Regions from separate parts of the Gossypium hirsutum genome. Here region 1 is linked to region 2. The links are chromatin contacts, called in public Hi-C maps. All regions are on one chromosome and are shown on one strand. Each heading gives the region's core, a stretch centred on a gene start, on an enhancer-like site or on the middle of the called end of the contact. The rest is flanking DNA. Distances are from core to core; before and after follow the strand shown.

Region 1 (3,837 bases), core at 162-2,661, 260 kb after region 2:
AATATTAGAACATTTCTATTATTACATGTAGTAAGTGACATCTAGTAATGAACCACTGCTACCTAAGTTGCAAGAAGTCGTGGTTCGACATAACCTTTCCATGATAATATTGTTGTATAATATATCTCTTTGTTCATGATATCTAAATTGAACGCAAGTATAGAGCAATCACACTTGTATAGTCCAATATTTTATTTCTTGAATCTTGAGTAGGCTAAGATAAACAAATGAGTTTGATATCTCATATCAACTTATTTGAGCATGGCCATGCATTTTTAGTTTTGCTCGATCAAAGAATCCTAGATATCGCTCTCATTATGTAGGAAGGTTAAATATTATTTTGATCACTCATCTCATTACATAGTTTGTGGTACACATAACAGTATTTATAGTACAACCATTTATGAAAGACGCTTGACTATACCATAATATACTGCTCCCAATATCAGAACTATGATGAACTCAAGTCTAAGTATCATACATCCTATTATCATTATGAGAACTGTCATGACTATTACATAATAATTCAATAAGCATTGTCATAGTAGTTAGTCCAATACATTGTTTTGCTAACGTGTACCCAAATATTGACTTGATATCTCATATTCATGACAACATCTTGTCATCAATCATCCATACGTTAGTCTCAATGTATTATTATTGTTTAAGCCCACAATAATACTCGACTAAATACATTTAATAATAATCATATTTTTCTCTAAACTTTATTATTAAACAAATTATTTAATACACAAAAATAGAGACCAATAACAATAATGACAATGTTTTCATTATTAAATAAAATAAATAATTATGCAAGTACAATCATCTTATAATTGATATTTGGGCACACTCTAACATATATATAGGTCATTTTAAGCTATTCCTGAAGTTTTACTAAGGCTTAAGTTTACAGAATGGTTACTAAGCTATTCGGAAGTTTTGTCATTGGGTTGCTAAAATCACTACCTTCTCTATCTGCATCGTCTACACCAATCGAAAGCTTTCCTTCATATTCTCTTCTATAGTTCAATTTTTTTATGAAACAACTTTGAATATCACGAATCTACGAACCAAAATTCAAACATCTTTCTTTTCAGATCTTCGATACTAATAGTCAGATCGACTTGAATCCAAAGTATGTTTTTATACTTATAAATGAGTATTGATCTATCTTAACAATCGTCAAATTTTCGCTTAGAAATCGCTAGCTGGATTTAAAAAAAAAAACTTAACAAATCAATGACTTAAATAAAAATTTTCGAATGATTCATAGTTCAAGATTTATTTTGTAACATTTTGAAGTTGAATAATCAAAACGTAAATTTATTAGTAGTTTAGTGACCTCAGGTGTAATTTATCCAAATTGTTATTATAAAATTAAAATAACTGGAATGGTAAATATTGTAAAACGGGACACTTGCCGGGGCTAAAGGGTAAAAGTGATCATCTCCATAAGTTGGGTGTTGGCATAGCGAGATATAGTTAGAAGTGGGTCATCCATCCAGTTGTTCTTAAGATCCAACCAAAAGCAAACAGCAAAAGAGAGAGGGCGAGGCGGCGACCGCATTTAACGCTTATCCCCTTCTAATTTAGAAAAGAAATGGAGACTTTCAACATCCCGGCGACGCCGTTATTGATGAAGGAGTTCCTCCGCCAGATGGGAGGCACCGCTGTTATCGATGGTGGACTGGCGACCGAGCTGGAACTCCACGGTGCTGACCTAAACGATCCCCTCTGGAGTGCCAAATGCCTCCTCACTTCTCCTCACCTTATTCGCTCCGTAAGTTTTTCTCCCTCTTTCAAAATTACCTTTTTTTTCGAACCTTGATTTATTTTATTTATGATTTATTTTATTTACGTCCTATATAATCCAAAGTGGTTGTAATAGGAACTTAGGAACTGAATTTTACGTGAATGTAAGTAAGTTTTACTGATGGAAGGAAGAGGAATAATGGAATAGCAGTGAAGGAGTGGTTGGTGGAGGTCTTTTTGGGAATTTCGACTGTTCTGCACATAGAACTGAATTATAATCTATTTTTTTTTCATTGGAAAAAGACAAAGGAAGTTGTTCTGATATGGCGGATGCAGTATATATATTTATTTATGTATGCATGTATAGAACACTGGACCACAGTGTGGAGGTGGTCCAGTTTTGATCTGGTGAGTCAGGTCAGTGGCATTTAAGGGTTATCGGTCACGAGTCAGTTTTGAGTTCTATTGTTTTGTTTATAAATGTTACTCATACAAAGAGGTAAATTTTAATGAGTTAAGTGCTTGAGTTTTGGCTACTATCTTGCTTTTTTTAATATTATGGTGAAAGAATTGACTTTATTTAGTCCCTTGGCTCTATCTCTTTCTCTCGGGAATTAGAGAAAGGGAAAATGATAAACAGGATACAGAGATTGGGATGTTTGAAAGCTTATTTGAGAGAAGCTTAGTTCTCTTCTAGGCTTCGGAATCGATGTTGGAAGTTTCAATAACTAAAAGTGCTTGTTAGTTTCCTTTTCACATATGAGACCTGGGTTTTACTTAACGGAATTTCCAGACAAATTATACTATTCTAAGTGTATATGAGTTTGGAGACTGAGCTAGGATATCGTTGAAGTATTGCAATAACCAAACAAGCAAGAATAATGCCATAACATATTGATGGTTAAAAGTTGAGATGCTGAACAAGAAAGTCATATATATGCTTTAAGATGGACCGAATGTTATGTTTAGGTTGCTTCTCCAGATCATTAACCAATCTATTTTTAGCAGGTACACCTTGATTACCTTGAAGCTGGCGCAGATATTATTATCACAGCATCCTATCAGGTATCAGATATAATGTCTCTCTCTCTCTCTCTCTCTCTCTCTCTCTCCCCGTTGCCAACTGATGCAAATTTATATATTTTTAATAGGCCACAATTCAGGGGTTTGAAGCAAAAGGCTTTTCTAGAGAACAAAGTGAAAACTTGCTTAAAAAAAGTGTGGATATTGCCCTAGAGGCAAGGCGTATGTATTATGAAAGATGTAGTAAAAGTTCTAGTGGTGGAACTGGAGATGATAGGATACTAAAAAATCGTCCAATCTTGGTTGCAGCATCTGTAGGCAGCTATGGGGCTTATCTGGCTGATGGTTCTGAGTACAGGTGTGTCTACCAACTATGCGAATATTATCAAGTAATGTTCAATCCAAACCCGATATTGTTGCTTTTAGGCTCTTTGCCACTATCTGTTATCTTTTTGTGTAAATGAAAACCATTAAATTTGTAGTACATATTTACATGCCTCCTCTTTTTGTTGTTATATTCTCTATCCCAGTGGGTGCTATGGTGAGGCAATGACAGTAAATGCTTTGAAAGAATTTCATCGAAGAAGGGTTCAGGTCCTGGCTGAAGCAGGTCCTGACATAATAGCATTTGAAACAGTTCCGAACAAGATAGAAGCTCAGGTATAGTTGAATATTTAATTCTGAATGAAACCTTTTTCTTTAAGATAAAAGTAAGAAGGGTGTGAGGAATAAAAGCAAGTTACTAAGTTTCTTTTCTTGCATGTCTAAATGTTTCCTGATTTGGCTAGTAAATTGTTATTGATCTGATGCTTATGTTTACTTTGCTGTTTAATTTATTTCTTCTTAATATTAAGATTTTTTTTTTGGGGGGGGGTTGTTCTTCATACAGGCTTTTGCTGAACTCTTAGATGAAGAACACATAAAGATTCCTGCATGGTTAACTTTCAACTCAAAAGATGGCGTCAATGTAGTTAGCGGCGATTCTTTGCTTCAGTGTGCATCAATTGCTGAATCTTGCAAGCAAGTTGTTGCTGTTGGAATCAACTGCACGCCACCTAG
Region 2 (3,987 bases), core at 15-2,514:
AAAACAACGGAATTAGCCAAATAATGACGAATCGTGTGTTTGCTTGCGTTAAATCAAAAGTTGGTATCCTCCATTCTATTGTATTCTGTTTGATAAAAACTTCCATATTTTGTATTTCTTTCATAGGAATATATTGTATTAGATAAATTACAAGATAAATGAATAGTATGTTTTTATATATGTAAGCCAATTCAATTTTTTGTGTATATATATATATATTTGTTTTCATCTTATAAATTTTGTAATCATAAACTTTAAAAATGTAATGCTAATAATTTTTAAACATAAACTATAATTTAGGGAACGCCAATGAATGTTTTCATTCTACTTTTAATTTATTTATATCTATATCTAACTGAATTAATATCATAAGTTAATCAGACATCAACTTAATTAAAAATTAAAAATTTTTCAAAATTATAAAACAAAAGTAATATATTAATAGTGTTATATAGATAACACAACCATAACCTCGTCAATAAACTTATTTACATTTTTATTACTTTACCAATAATTATTTTTTCAAAAAAAAACTATTTAAATTATATTGTTTTTATTTTAGTCGACTTGAAATGTTGGAAATTTCAACATGATTAATTCAATTAATTCTTATAACTAATTTTTTAAAAATATTATATTATAATTTGAAATTTAAATTAGATAATAAAAATACAATGGTTTTAGTGGGTAAAAGAAAAACATGGAGTTGCAGGATTTTGGTTGAATATTAAATAGAAGACATGAGGAGGTGAGGTGGCGTGGTAGTGGAGAAGTCACATGGTGTGATGAGATGCATTTCACAGCCACTAATGTAATGTCTTTTATTTAACAAAACCAACATTTCCCTTTGCCCCTTCGAGGCTTGACTTTGGTTAGACCTTTGAATTATTTTCAATACCTGGAAATACGCACGCACATGCTCATGCTCCTCCCCTTCTTTACTATACCAAATAAATAAATAAAGCAAGTGGCGGTGTTTTTGGCCTTTGGGGGAATCGAAACAAAACTGCCATATAAAATCACCTTTAAGTGTATATTTGTTCCTTTCTCTCCTTCTTTTTAAACACAGTACACCAATAACCATACTAACCCCAAATAAAATTGTTATTTTCAAAGGTCCATATCAAATTAAATACAATAGGATACTACCACTGTTGGAAATGACGTTCCTCTGATACGTATCTCTGTATCTCACTACTATGGGCTAGGCAAAGACAAGACAATGCAACCATCACAGTGATTATCCAATCCTTCTGCCCACGCTAATTAATTCATAACCTGTACTACTCGGCTTTTCATTCAATTCATTCCTTCCCCCCCACCCCCATCCTCTCAACATCTTTCTTTAATATATATTTCGTAATCAGAGATTTTATGGTTGTTTATTTCAATTTTCAAAGATACTGATATACATTGTATTGGTATAAAAAGAAACCCCTATTATTATATCAAACTTGGTAGACTCGGGATGCAATTGCAATGTAAAAGCAAGGCCAGACTTCGGTAGCTTTCTTAATCAAAATCATGGTGTGCAATATGAACAGGTTGAAAGGCATATCATGTTAATCACAAAAGCAACAACGGACCCACTTTTATTATTATTATTTTAAGTGAGCGGAAAAGCATGCATAAAGAAAAACACAAGAAGACAGAGGGGATGAATTAACAGTAGCCATAATTCGGTTCATAGTAAGATGCGAGAGTGTGAGGCTGAGGTAGCCTAGGCCACTTGTAGTAGGACATGACATCACTGATTAATTATTAATCACATTCACCATGGCTTGCATCAGTGGGTCGTAGCCTCGTGGCCGGTTTTTTTATTCTTTTTTAAAAAACCATCGCCTTATCTAATCAAGAGATAAACATTACTGAATCATTCCCAATGGAATCTACGCTATTTACAAATTAAATCCACCCACATAACACCAGCACAGCAAAGAGTTATCTTGGGGGGCAATTTAATATGCAAGTGGTTCATATTCCACTAGGATCACTTTCTACTTTTTGTAAACTGGAAAGAAGCGGATTGAATGACGTTTTTCTTTTTGATTGTTAGTTAACCTGAACTAAATTCCTCATTTAGATTAATAATAATGGCCGCAACAAATACAACATGTCTTAACATAATGCTACGAACTCTTACAAGGAAGACAGCTACTCTGTCGGCACTCCAGCGCCATCCATGTCAACATGGGCTATAATCGCTGAATGCTGGTCCAACATCATACTTCGAATATATCTGCAATATGGCAATCAGATCTCGTTTATTTCGATTTCCATGTGATGATAATTTGTATAATAAGTAGAAAAAAGTGAAATCGTTATACATTATGGAGTGAAAAGTGATAATTTGTTGGTCTACCAAAACCAGTTCATTAAAGTTATGCCAGTCGATTGTACAAATATGATGCGTTTTAGTACAGGAAATTGAAATATGTTGAGCTATAAAAGAAGTTTATGATATGACAAAAGCCCAAGGATATCTTTCCAGGCAAGACCAGCAGCAAGTAATAGCTCTTCCTTTCCGGTGGCTGGGATCAACCCAAGTTACACATTATGATAGGCGATGTACCTAAATATTACAGGAAACTTGTAGAATGATCATGAAATTTGCACTGTGGTGGCATTTTCAAATTCAGTTATATGCATTTGGAACGGGACATTCGCATATCATATAGCATGGAGGAGAGCTAATAATCATTCATATCAAAATTTTCCTGGATTTCCAAGGTTCAAACCCCATTATCGCATAAAGACAAGACATGATATGCAAGAGATAAGAAATTGTCACCTTTGCCATCAGGATGAGTAGTGACATTGGCAATCTTGGGAAGATTTTCCATGGAGCTGCACCAAAGCGGTGTGTGAGGTGGTCGAGCTTAAGTAGAAGAATATGATTCACTTTGCTTCGACTGCTCATTTGAGAACTGATCCCCCATTTGATTCAAGTAGATGTCTAAGGTACGAGATGAAGATGTTGCCAATTTTCTCTTGTTCTTAAACCTTCACCTAACAGGGATATGAGAAACAAACAGCAAAGCAAACTAGATTGTGTGCTTATTTAATTCTAAAGAGGGAAATATACGTCATGGAAGATACCTGTCTTTCTTTTTCTCAAGATATCTTTGCAACAATGCGTTTCTGCTAGTGGCACCTTCTGAAAGCAAGTTACAAGAAAATTGATATCATCAGCACATAAAAACACCATCATCTTGTACATTTGGAAAATACCATGGTGGATTGTTTTCTTGTCATTCATTAATTGCTAGATTAATCAATGACCTTAATGACCATAAACCAAAAATGGTTTTATCACGGAGATGAGCTTTCCAGTGTATCAGTTTCAGTAATGTTTTATCTATAAACAGATTTAAAACAAGAATCAACAAAATAATAATAACTCTAACTCGTAATCCAGTTTCACTTGAGGAATAAATAAGTCTTGAGCCGCAAACTATGTTCCCAATTCCTAAATAAATAAAAACCAAAAGTGAAAATCTGCTTCTACTGTTCCGCTATATTGTAATAGAAAGCAATATTCAGAGAATGCTAATCTCTGTTACTCAGACTTGGGCATGAATGTTGTCTACAGGTGCGTATCTGAAACGGATATTAAGATTTTTCATATATTTGGAGGATCCTTCCAAGTTAATATCCCCATATCCATACGTCAAACATGAGTGTTGGACATGGGCGCTTCAAGAAAAAAGAACCCTTTGAGCAACATAGATGCTAATAAGCCAAAACTGTAACAAACCTGCAGGCCAGGTTGCAGATGGCTTTAGCTAACTAAATCAACAGAAAAACTGAAAATGCATGCCAAATGACATTTTCTTTTTCTTTACCACATCAGCTCTCAGAACACATGTATACCTTGAGATTTTATAAAGGTCCATTCAAAGTTGTCATGGTCCAGAATCAAGGTCAGTTAGTCCATCATGGTAGGACACCGCCTAAGAAAACATACTGTCCTATTTCATATCAAAG

Evidence for each region. A called contact is a pair of places that touch in the nucleus more often than the background predicts.
Region 1: a Hi-C map of leaf shows a contact between it and region 2, with 4 times the contacts expected there. The contact joins the promoter of LOC107951360 here to the enhancer-like site in region 2. A contact is called at or near these places in 2 of 34 Hi-C or Micro-C datasets (both in leaf).

Annotation. Positions count from the first base shown.
Region 1 is chrA08:11,764,456-11,768,292 of Gossypium_hirsutum_v2.1, forward strand. It overlaps LOC107951360 (homocysteine S-methyltransferase 2), which reads left to right and starts at 1,412. Exons shown (of 7, transcript XM_016886398.2): 1 at 1,412-1,783; 2 at 2,764-2,820; 3 at 2,907-3,136; 4 at 3,309-3,438; 5 at 3,668-3,837. The coding sequence starts at 1,604.
Region 2 is chrA08:11,507,692-11,511,678 of Gossypium_hirsutum_v2.1, forward strand. LOC107951235 (protein TIFY 4B) reads right to left here. Exons shown (of 10, transcript XM_041075854.1): 8 at 3,100-3,154; 9 at 2,792-3,009; 10 at 1,866-2,239. Among protein-coding and RNA genes, the nearest start is that of LOC107951235, 5.3 kb to the right of the region's middle. Within about 2 kb of position 1,265, at least 4 of the 9 cell types and tissues checked have an H3K27ac peak or open chromatin away from gene starts, as enhancers often do. A contact at or near this core is called in leaf, where this site is marked.